2 separate regions of the Capsicum annuum genome follow, and region 1 is linked to region 2. Evidence: chromatin contacts called from public Hi-C data. All regions are on one chromosome and are shown on one strand. Each heading gives the region's core, a stretch centred on a gene start, on an enhancer-like site or on the middle of the called end of the contact. The rest is flanking DNA. Distances are from core to core; before and after follow the strand shown. Region 1 has its middle 50 kb from the start of LOC107875488. Region 2 has its middle 130 kb from the start of LOC107856468.

The links. A called contact is a pair of places that touch in the nucleus more often than the background predicts.
Region 1: a contact with region 2 is called in a Hi-C map of leaf, with 1.9 times the contacts expected there. The contact joins two enhancer-like sites. A contact is called at or near these places in 2 of 5 Hi-C or Micro-C datasets (leaf and placenta).

The regions. Positions count from the first base shown.
Region 1 is chr1:55,319,849-55,324,754 of UCD10Xv1.1, forward strand. No RefSeq gene overlaps it. Among protein-coding and RNA genes, the nearest start is that of LOC107875488, 50 kb to the right of the region's middle. Within about 2 kb of position 2,658, at least 4 of the 5 cell types and tissues checked have an H3K27ac peak or open chromatin away from gene starts, as enhancers often do. A contact at or near this core is called in leaf, where this site is marked.
Region 2 is chr1:55,170,495-55,175,213 of UCD10Xv1.1, forward strand. No RefSeq gene overlaps it. Among protein-coding and RNA genes, the nearest start is that of LOC107856468, 130 kb to the left of the region's middle. Within about 2 kb of position 3,002, at least 5 of the 5 cell types and tissues checked have an H3K27ac peak or open chromatin away from gene starts, as enhancers often do. A contact at or near this core is called in leaf, where this site is marked.

The DNA.
Region 1 (4,906 bases), core at 1,408-3,907, 150 kb after region 2:
CTTTTTTAAAGTCCCCTCATATGATAAGCCATGCAGATCTAAAGAAATCACTTCCATACTCATTCGGTCCTGGACTTTTAATCTTATCAATACTGAATATAAACCACTTCACATTATTATTTGTAAACTATTGAATCATTACTAGATGTTGTAAGGTTGACAGTTTTACTCTATTCTCAGAAAAGCTCCTAAAGGAATTCACCTTGTGAGCAGGTTTCTTCCCAACAACTCCTTATAATAGTCCACTATTATAGTTGTTATTCTTCAAGGTCATGTAATGCTCCTTGTTTATCATACAATTGAGTAATATCTTTTTGTAACCTTCTATGTTTAATCAATAAGAAGAAGTATTTAGTGTTATCGTCCCCAAGTCTGAACCAAATAGCCTTACTTCTTTGTTAAAGACACACCTCAACCAAATAAGAACTTCTCTTTAATTTCTGATACTTAACCTTCTTTAATTGTTGTAGGTTTTTATCTCTGGGATCTACTTGCAATGCTAGTTGTGTTTGCTTTAATGCTTTCTTGTCTTCACTGGCTTTAGTCACATTACTTCTAGTGACCTGGTTATTCAACTCCTTAAGGCTATATTTTAGTAACTTTATTTTTTTTACCAATTTGATACAACATATGACCCTCGACCTGATGCTTCTATACCTCTTCCACTGTTGCGAGAAACTGTGGATGGTGAGACCAAGTGTTACAATGTTTGAAAGCCACTAGTGCTTTCCTCTTTGAATTTAATTGCTTGATGCTCACGAGACAATGATCATTGATTCTTTTGGAAGAAAAGTTTCTATATAATGTGGCATGTCATCGAGCCAAAGTCTATTAATAAACACCTAATTAATTTTGAAGTTGATCCGAACATCTTTATCATTCCATGTGTATTTGCTATAATTTTGAGGCATCTCTATTAATTTGCAATGCTTCACACACTCTTTCAAATCAATAACCTCTCCGTATTCAACTCCGTTACCTCCTATTGTATCCTCTCTCTTCAGGACTGAGTTGAAGTTCCCAGCTATTAGCCATGGTATTTGACAAATCTAAATAATACTATTTAAATAGCCCCATAAGGATTTTTTACCACTCCTTGTGTTAAAAACATACACCATAGTTAGCAAGAACACTTTTTCCCGGGACATTTGATAGCCTGTTCATTCATGATTATTGATGCACTTGGAAGTAATCAAGTCTTCAAGTCATCCACATTCTTCCATTATAAAGAGTTCCCAGATTCTTAGTATACTCTCATCCACTAAACATAGTATGTTGTAGCCTATCTATTTTTTTACTTTTGATTTTATTTTCCAATAAACCAATCAACTCCGCAGACTGATTGTTACAAATGAGATTAACCTCATTTTTCTTATTGGATCTATTCAAGCCACTAACATTCCAACATATTATGTTAAACATTTCCATTAGTTAGAATGACAGTGCCTCTCCCTTGTCCACTTACAGCTTCATGAATTTACTCATTTGATTCGTTGTCATGCAATGTATGAAAAGTGTTAGGTGTTGACATATGGGATTCACGCCTTTAAGAATGCCTTCTTGGACTTGTATGCACTGGTGTTACCCAGATTTGGCCCTGTCCACATTGAATTTTCCTTTCATGTTTATCCTCATCTTTTACATTCTCTTTTCTTTGTTGCCCTTTGTCCATAACTTGTATTATGTTTACCATTATGAACATCTTCTTTATCTCTCAATGGTGGTTCTTGGGCTTAGTTCACCTCGTTTTGTCCCTTATTTTCTATATCCTCCTCGTACTTCCTAGAACGTGATGGTACTCCCTTTTTCTTTCTGCACTCTACATTACATGTCTATACTTCTTACAGTGTTGGCATAATGAGTCTTCCATTCATACACCATTCTTTGCTCAATCAAGTCATTATTTTTATTGCGAAATCAAACTTTCTCTGATGGATCAGAATCTATCTCGACCTCAATTAACAACCATGCAAAATTCAAATCCATTTTTTTTTCAGTATGTTCGTCCACCATAAAAGGCTTACCCACTAAAATCCCTGTCTTTCTTAGCCCCTTTGAGCTCCAATACCTAAAATCAAGCCCCTATAATTTTACCTAAATAGAAACTGTGTACAACTCATTTTTTGTAAATTCGTCCACGTCTTGGTGATGAATGATATATTATCAAAGTGATAAATTCCCCCTTGTATGACAATTTTTTTGTCCTATTTCTGAATCAAATCTCGCCAAGACTATTCCATTCTTCAGCATGGAAATCTTGTTAATTCCATGCTTTGCCCATTATCTTTGAATATATATACTTAAACAGTGCTTATATCATCTAATTCAATTTGACAAACAACAACCTCACCTTTCTTCATTGGAGCAACATAATCAAACTTGAATCCGACATTAGTGATTTTCCCTATGTCAAAATTATCCCAGATCAATGCCCTAGTTTTCCCTCAGATATTAATTCCACATTATCTTCCCATGATAGACGAGTATTACTTGCTTCACCTTGATAAATAATTCTGGTGCGGCAAACCGAGACCTCTAAGTTCAAGAAGTCCTTTTATTATTTCCTTGTGTTCCTGCTCATTGAGCTCATTCTTCCCTTCGCCCATTGTAATTTCCTTTTTCGTTTTGTTCCTAGCTACACTTAGTTCATATGCTTCCTCCATAGAATCATACACAAGCTTGTTCGCTGGGTTTGCTTCATTCACAAAACACTTCGATGTGGTGCTTCCCTCTTGTTCAATGGGCTTTCCACTTGTGGTTGAACAACTCAATTTCTTTGGTGACCCCAACCCTTCGCTTTCGTTTACTGTGCCATTAGAGCCTTCTGGGTTGGCTTCTGTAACACCCCTTTTCCGCCGAAAGGTCAAAGACGAATGGTTCCAATTAAACTATGATTTAGAATAGGGATTAGTTTATTTAGAGAGTTCCCACTTGAAATTGATTTATGGCGTTTCAAATCACCTGATTGAATCTTTAATAAAAAAATAATTCTTTATTGATCTACAGAAATAAAAGATCGGGTAAGAAATTCTATTGACAGAGAAAAAGGTACGAGGCACCCCTCGAATCCTGTGGTTCTAGCTTAAATTAGTCTTTGGATATAAAATATTCATTAGCCTAAAATTACTTATATCCCTCTTTTATTTATTTTAAATTTATTAAAATTGTCTTATTATGTTAATGTGTGGCTTACCAGTAGCAGTACTTTTCGGCCTTACCATAAGTTTTGATATATTTCTCGTGCCTTTGAGACATTTATGAATCACTCCTATTTTCTCCAAGTCTAAATAAGCTTCCAACATGTTTGAAATCTATCCAACCTAATTAGATCGACTTTAAATACAATATGTTAATTTTATTATAACGAATGATTGGTAGCAGTGCTTTCCAACTTTATCGTTAATAATCACTTACATATTAAATTTTAATTTTCTAGAGGTTAATAACCTAACTCATTCTTTTATGAATTGAAAATTCTTTTAATAATGAGCTTGGAAGTAATACTTGTGTCTCATCTCGCTTTCGTACAAATATTTTTTTATACTCTTCCTAATTATGGAGGTTCTTGAATAAAATTGCAACCCATCTTGTACATTCACACCTTAATTGATAAATTAGTTCTTTGATTAGAATTTAAAATCGTGACCGATTTGATTTTCTAAGGCCAAATTAACATAATCATGTAACATAACAAAATCACATTTAACGAAATTATGGTAACAAAGTAACAATAAATTTTCATAATCACGTAACAAAGTCAAAAAAATTACGTAACAAGTAAACATAACGAATTAAAATAACAGAGTTAATAAAGCATTTAACAAAATATCTTCGTTAAAGAGAATCCAAGACAATTGGCATGTAAAGTATGTTATTATGAAACCCAACAAACAATTAAATTTAATATGAAAAACAAGATACACAAACATACTGTTGAATTCATAAAAAATGTCTTAAATAAATAAAAAAAATCACATTCTCATAGATGAAAACCTTCATAAGCCATCACAATTTAATTTTAAAGTGCACAGATTTCATCCTTCCTTTTTAAACTTAATTAGTAATTAATAAAAAAAGCAAAGGTTGAAAAAAATACTCAAATCTAATTATCTATTTAATTTAACAAAGTTATTTAAAAGTTAATAAATTAATATTTAATATATCAACTTAACATACTTCATAATATTACAATAACATGAGGGGCGACTCAACACAATTGGGGGCCTAAAGCCAAATTTCGATAAGAGGCTTTGATATTTTTTTTCAAGAAAAAAAAATATAATATATAATTTTTATTTAAAAGCTATTTTTCTAGCTTTTTGAGAAGCAAAGGTATGAATAGTTGTCTTATAATCAATTTCTTTTAATAATTCTTTTTTAATTGATAATATACCTAATCCACTCAATCTCTCTTGAGACATTGTTGATCTCAAGTAAGATTTTATCAGTTTTAATTTTGTAAAACTTCTTTCCGCTGAGGCAACTGTTATAGGAACAGTTAACATTATTCTATAAAGAATATAAGCATTCGAAAAAGAATCAAGCTTTTTTATTTGATTGAGTATATCAATTAAAGTATTGTTATCTACTTGTACTCTCTCCCTTTATACTCTTAACTCGAAAAATAAGTCTAAACCATCAATATCAGAATGATTATTGTATTTTAAAGAACATTCAAGATTAAGACAATATTTTTTCAAATTCTCATCATCTAGTGATCTCAATTTTTTGCCACTAAATAGAAATTCAAAAATATTTTCATAAGCTTCAAATTGTTCAAATCTATTTTGAAGAGAAACAATAGTTTGGTCTACTATATATAAGAAGTACTCAACTCTAAAAGATTCCTTAGGAGACCTTGTGATTTCATTATTAACAATCTCATCAAATTGTTTTTTTCTATGTA
Region 2 (4,719 bases), core at 1,752-4,251:
GTTAGGATGAGGTAAGGTGTGCACATTTAAATAGGTAAAGTGGTTATATTTTTTATTTTGTGTTTTAATGGGGAAGTATCAAAGGGAGTGAGATGTGTGGTATAGGTGAAAGGGAATGAGATAAATAGACGTATAAAAAGAGTCAAATTTATGTGTCTACAACCACTGCTATAATTCACTCATTTTCATCCATTGTTGACCATTCTCCATTAATTATTCCCTCCATTATTTCCTATAAAGCTTTCAAATTAGTCCACTTTTCTTTTCGATACTCTAGCTCAATTAGCTCCATTCCAACACTCCAGATCTCTTATACAACTATAATCAACTCCATTGTTTTGTTTGTCCTTGAAAAAGAAACCAAGTTAGATATTTATATCACTGTACGGAGATTTCTTCATTACTCAACAGTCTAGGCAGTCTATCAATGATAAATCAATAAGTTAGTCTCATATGGATTATCGTTTATGTCTACAATGTCTATTACAGAAATTATTATGTTTGGTGTTGACCTCATGGGTCATTGTTAGTTGATCCTAAATGTTGGAACTGGAAATCTATGAGAAAAGATATAGTTCTTATCGCCCTTCATTACAATGGTTCGGACGACGACATGATCGCAAGCATAATTGATAGCGGGGACTTAAGCTGCAATCCATGCGACTTGGTCATTAGCTATTTAATAAATGAGAGGGGAAAATACATCCAACATTCATAAAGAATGATCAGCAAGTTGGATTCTACTTGCTCATCGTTGACCTCAATGGTTCTAGGCCTATTTTGAGAGTTAGTGTAGCCGAATGGTCTTGAGAGGAGACTTTGACATCTTTCCGACCCCTACCACCACCGACATCATTTGTTGATGATAATTTTGTAGAATACGAGGGCATTGTTGATGTTCATACAATAGATATGGACATGAAAGATCATTTAAATGTCGAAGAAGAAAAAGAAAAAGGCTGTGGTGGTGGTGTTGAGGGGCACTCCAACCACTCCTTTGATGATGGAAATAATTTTCACACCGAATAAACATTTCAAAATATGAAAACTCTAAAGTTGTTAGTACAGAAGGCCTTGGTGATGAATTTTTTTCATTTTGATATGATTAAGAGCTGTAAAAGATTATACAAGTTGAAGTGTGTTCATTCTTCTTGCAAACGGTTGTTGCAGGGGAGTAGATATAGAATCTCTAAAGGGTTTTGCATCTTCAAATATTTCGGCAAGCACACTTGTGGTGCCGAACATAGCACGAGCAATCATAAGAAGACCACTGTCAATGTCATTGCCTCTGTTTATATGAACCAGTTTATTGACAACAAAAGGTCAAGCCCAAAATTGATCGAGAGGATCACTTTTAAGGATCTCCATTATAGTCCAGGTTATTAGAAGTGTTGGATGAGATACGTCACCGCCAAGGACTTAATTTGAGGTACATCAAAGCACGAGTATGCTGTCTTGATTGCTTTTTCATGCTTGATCGGATCCCTTAACTTTGGTTCTATTACCACCATTATGGTCGAGAAGGATTCGAACAAGTTCAAATACTACTTCATCGCCTTTGACGCTTTCATCCTTGGATATGTCCACATGAGGAGGGTCATCACCGTCAATGGCATACATTTTTATGGAAAATACTAGGGAGTTTTGTTGTCTGCCGTTGCATAAGACACGAAGAACCATATCTACCCTATTACATATTGTGTGGTGTACAAGGAGAACGATGGATCTTGAAGCTTCTTTTATGATAAGATGAAGTTTATTATGGTTGATGAACCAAACCTATGCCTCATCTTTGACTGACATAGAAGCATAACCAATGGGATCACAAAGTATTATTCCCGTGCGCACCAAGGACTTTACACGATGCATCTCAGAGAAAATATCCAAAATATTGTCATTGTTCATCTTATCTCTATGTGTACTACCATGCAATGAATGTGTATGATTTGGAGGCGTTCGTCGATCACTTTACGGAGTTCAATGATAATTTTCCCGAGATAGCATCTTTCTCGAGCACGATGTTGGATTCAACAAGTGGAATGTGGAACACTTTTTGGACAATAGATTAAATGTAATGACCACAAACATTATTATCTTAACTCTATATGGAGGGATGAAATAAAGTACTATGTAGCGACCGTCTTTAATTCAATTGCTCGAAGGTTTGCCTAAAAAGTCAGAGAGTATTATACAAAGGTGAGCAAGGGTGGTAATACTTTAGTGCCTACTGCTGAAAAATTCATTAAGGAGAGTATGACCGAGGGCAACTCATTACACATGTCCAACATAAATGGGGGTGATGATGAATTCACCTTAGGTATGATCGTACCACCAAAGTCAATCTATTGGAAAAATCGTGTTCTTATAGACGTTTTGACTTGAAGAAAGTACTATGCCCTTATGGGTGACAACTTTTCTATTGAAGTATGATAATAGAAATGGCTTAAGCATCTACGACTGCTCTTTTTCGATCTACCAAAAAGCAGTGCACCTCCTTCCATACCAAGAACCTATTTACATTGTCCGATGAGTGGAGTATGCCCTCCGAAAGTTTAGATATGAAGGTTCTTTCGCCTGACAACGATCCAAAACTAGGGAGGAAAAAATTGCTTTGTGTCAAGGGATTCATGAGTCGATCAAGAAAACTAAGAGGAGAAATAAATGCTTCTTGTGCAAACAATCAGGCCATAAGAGACAATTTGTAGCTTAAATGCAAATTACGATTCCATTGTATATTTGTTTTTATTTTGTTGAAATCACTGTAATGTTTTAAAACTTTAATGTCAGTTTAGTTGTACTTGACCTTTATTAGTTTCTATAATTAATTAGTATTATTTTTGTCTACACTGCCAATTTGGTCTACGGTAAATTAAGTTTCATCAACCGTCCATATATAAAAAACTTTAGTCATGGTCTATTTAAAAATCCTATACTGAGCAATACAACGATTAAGTTGTAATCGTGACGCTATGATAATAGTGCGGAAAGAAAAAAAGGGTATGGACGGCTCGACTGATGCGCTCTTTGATTTCTACACGCTACCTTCCCGACTGACACAAAAACACATGCATCTATCAAATATTGGATGGCAGAGCATCCACTTGGTTTATCTAAATGACATACTTATCTATTTTACACTCCATCTTCTTCAACAAGACAAAACAAAAAACAGGGCAAAGAGGTATATAACTTGAGAAATTTGAGGAGAGTACAAGCCACTAGGAACCATGACCTTATCCAACTGAGAAACGAATTCTACTTCCACTTCTAAGGCCTTGACACCAATCAACGTTGGCTCCGGGGACAAATTCGGTGTATGGCTTATTTTTTGTGGGTCATAGCAGAGAGGTTCCGTTTGGATCCCAGTGAACTCATAACCCCACCACCATCCCCCACATCCCCTGCAGTTTAAGTTTTTATTTATTTACTTTTGAATGTTCTTTATGTTTTTATAAAATTTTTATATGAATTTAGTTCATTATGGAAGCTTTCATTGGTGGATTTTGTAGTGAATGCTTTCCTTTTTGTTATTTTAAGTGATTTTCGTTCACCTATGCTAATGTACAATGCAATGAACTATCATAATTATGAATATAAATATTTAGGTTTGTCTATCAATTTTTCCTTTTGTTGTTTTTATGCTTTAAATTTTGCACACTAAAATTACACAATGGGTGATAGATTTAACCGATGATATTGACTAAACCCTAAAACTTATCATAGACTAAAACACTGTTTGTCAAAAATAATATACAATTAAATCTATATATCTAAATAGTTTGGCAAAGTTGATCTAAAATACTCATATTCGATTAACATATTCGTCAATACTAAACTATTGCAGAGGTGACGAATAAACCTTTTGTGTTTGTCATAATTTTTTATGGGGGTCTACTCTAGACAGTTGACAACTTGACATAGAGTATAATTGTATGACCCTGCAAAGTCCTAGTCATTTCAATCCTATATAGGATGCCAAAAGAGGTCCCAAACTTAAAAAATTTCAGCGAAGTGTTGACACTTAGTCTCATTTTTGGCCTCGATATTTCAATAGCATCATTTATGATCTTTCCGACCTTAGATTATCGATTTTTAAATTGATTCATAATCAAGGATGTCAATAGGTCATATTGAGTGAGTTTTGAAATTTTCGAACATCGTTTGACTCATTTTTGGGTGGCCAAAACAGCAAGCAAACACGGTCTTGATGCATCGCGTTGGCTATCACGTTGTACCTATCGACGCAACGTATCAATAATCGCATCGAGCCAATCGATGTGGCTCATCGTCTATCGCGTCACTGGGGCAGTTTTGCTTATTAAATTCCAAACTTCCAAGGGCAACTAGGTCCTTTTACCCTCACCCAATTCAGCCAAAACACAAAACTAAACCTACCAAAGGGCTAAATATATTCATTCTTCACAAATCCTCTCAAGAACAAAACCCTAGGTTCATCAAGTTTAAGTTCAAGTTCCAATAAATCCCCAACAATCTTCACGAAAACAACAATCAAGGTATGTTAGGTGTTCATCATTGGGTTTTCTTCCACCCTTGGAGTTCAAGAATCCTTTTTAAAATTATAAGTTTTCAGATTCATGATTTTCATGCGCAAATTGGGTTGTATTCATGTTTGTATTATTGTATGAGTTTCAATTCAAGATTTAACTATAAGTTTCATAAATATAAGATAGCATGTATGTTGATTGATGTAATTACCAT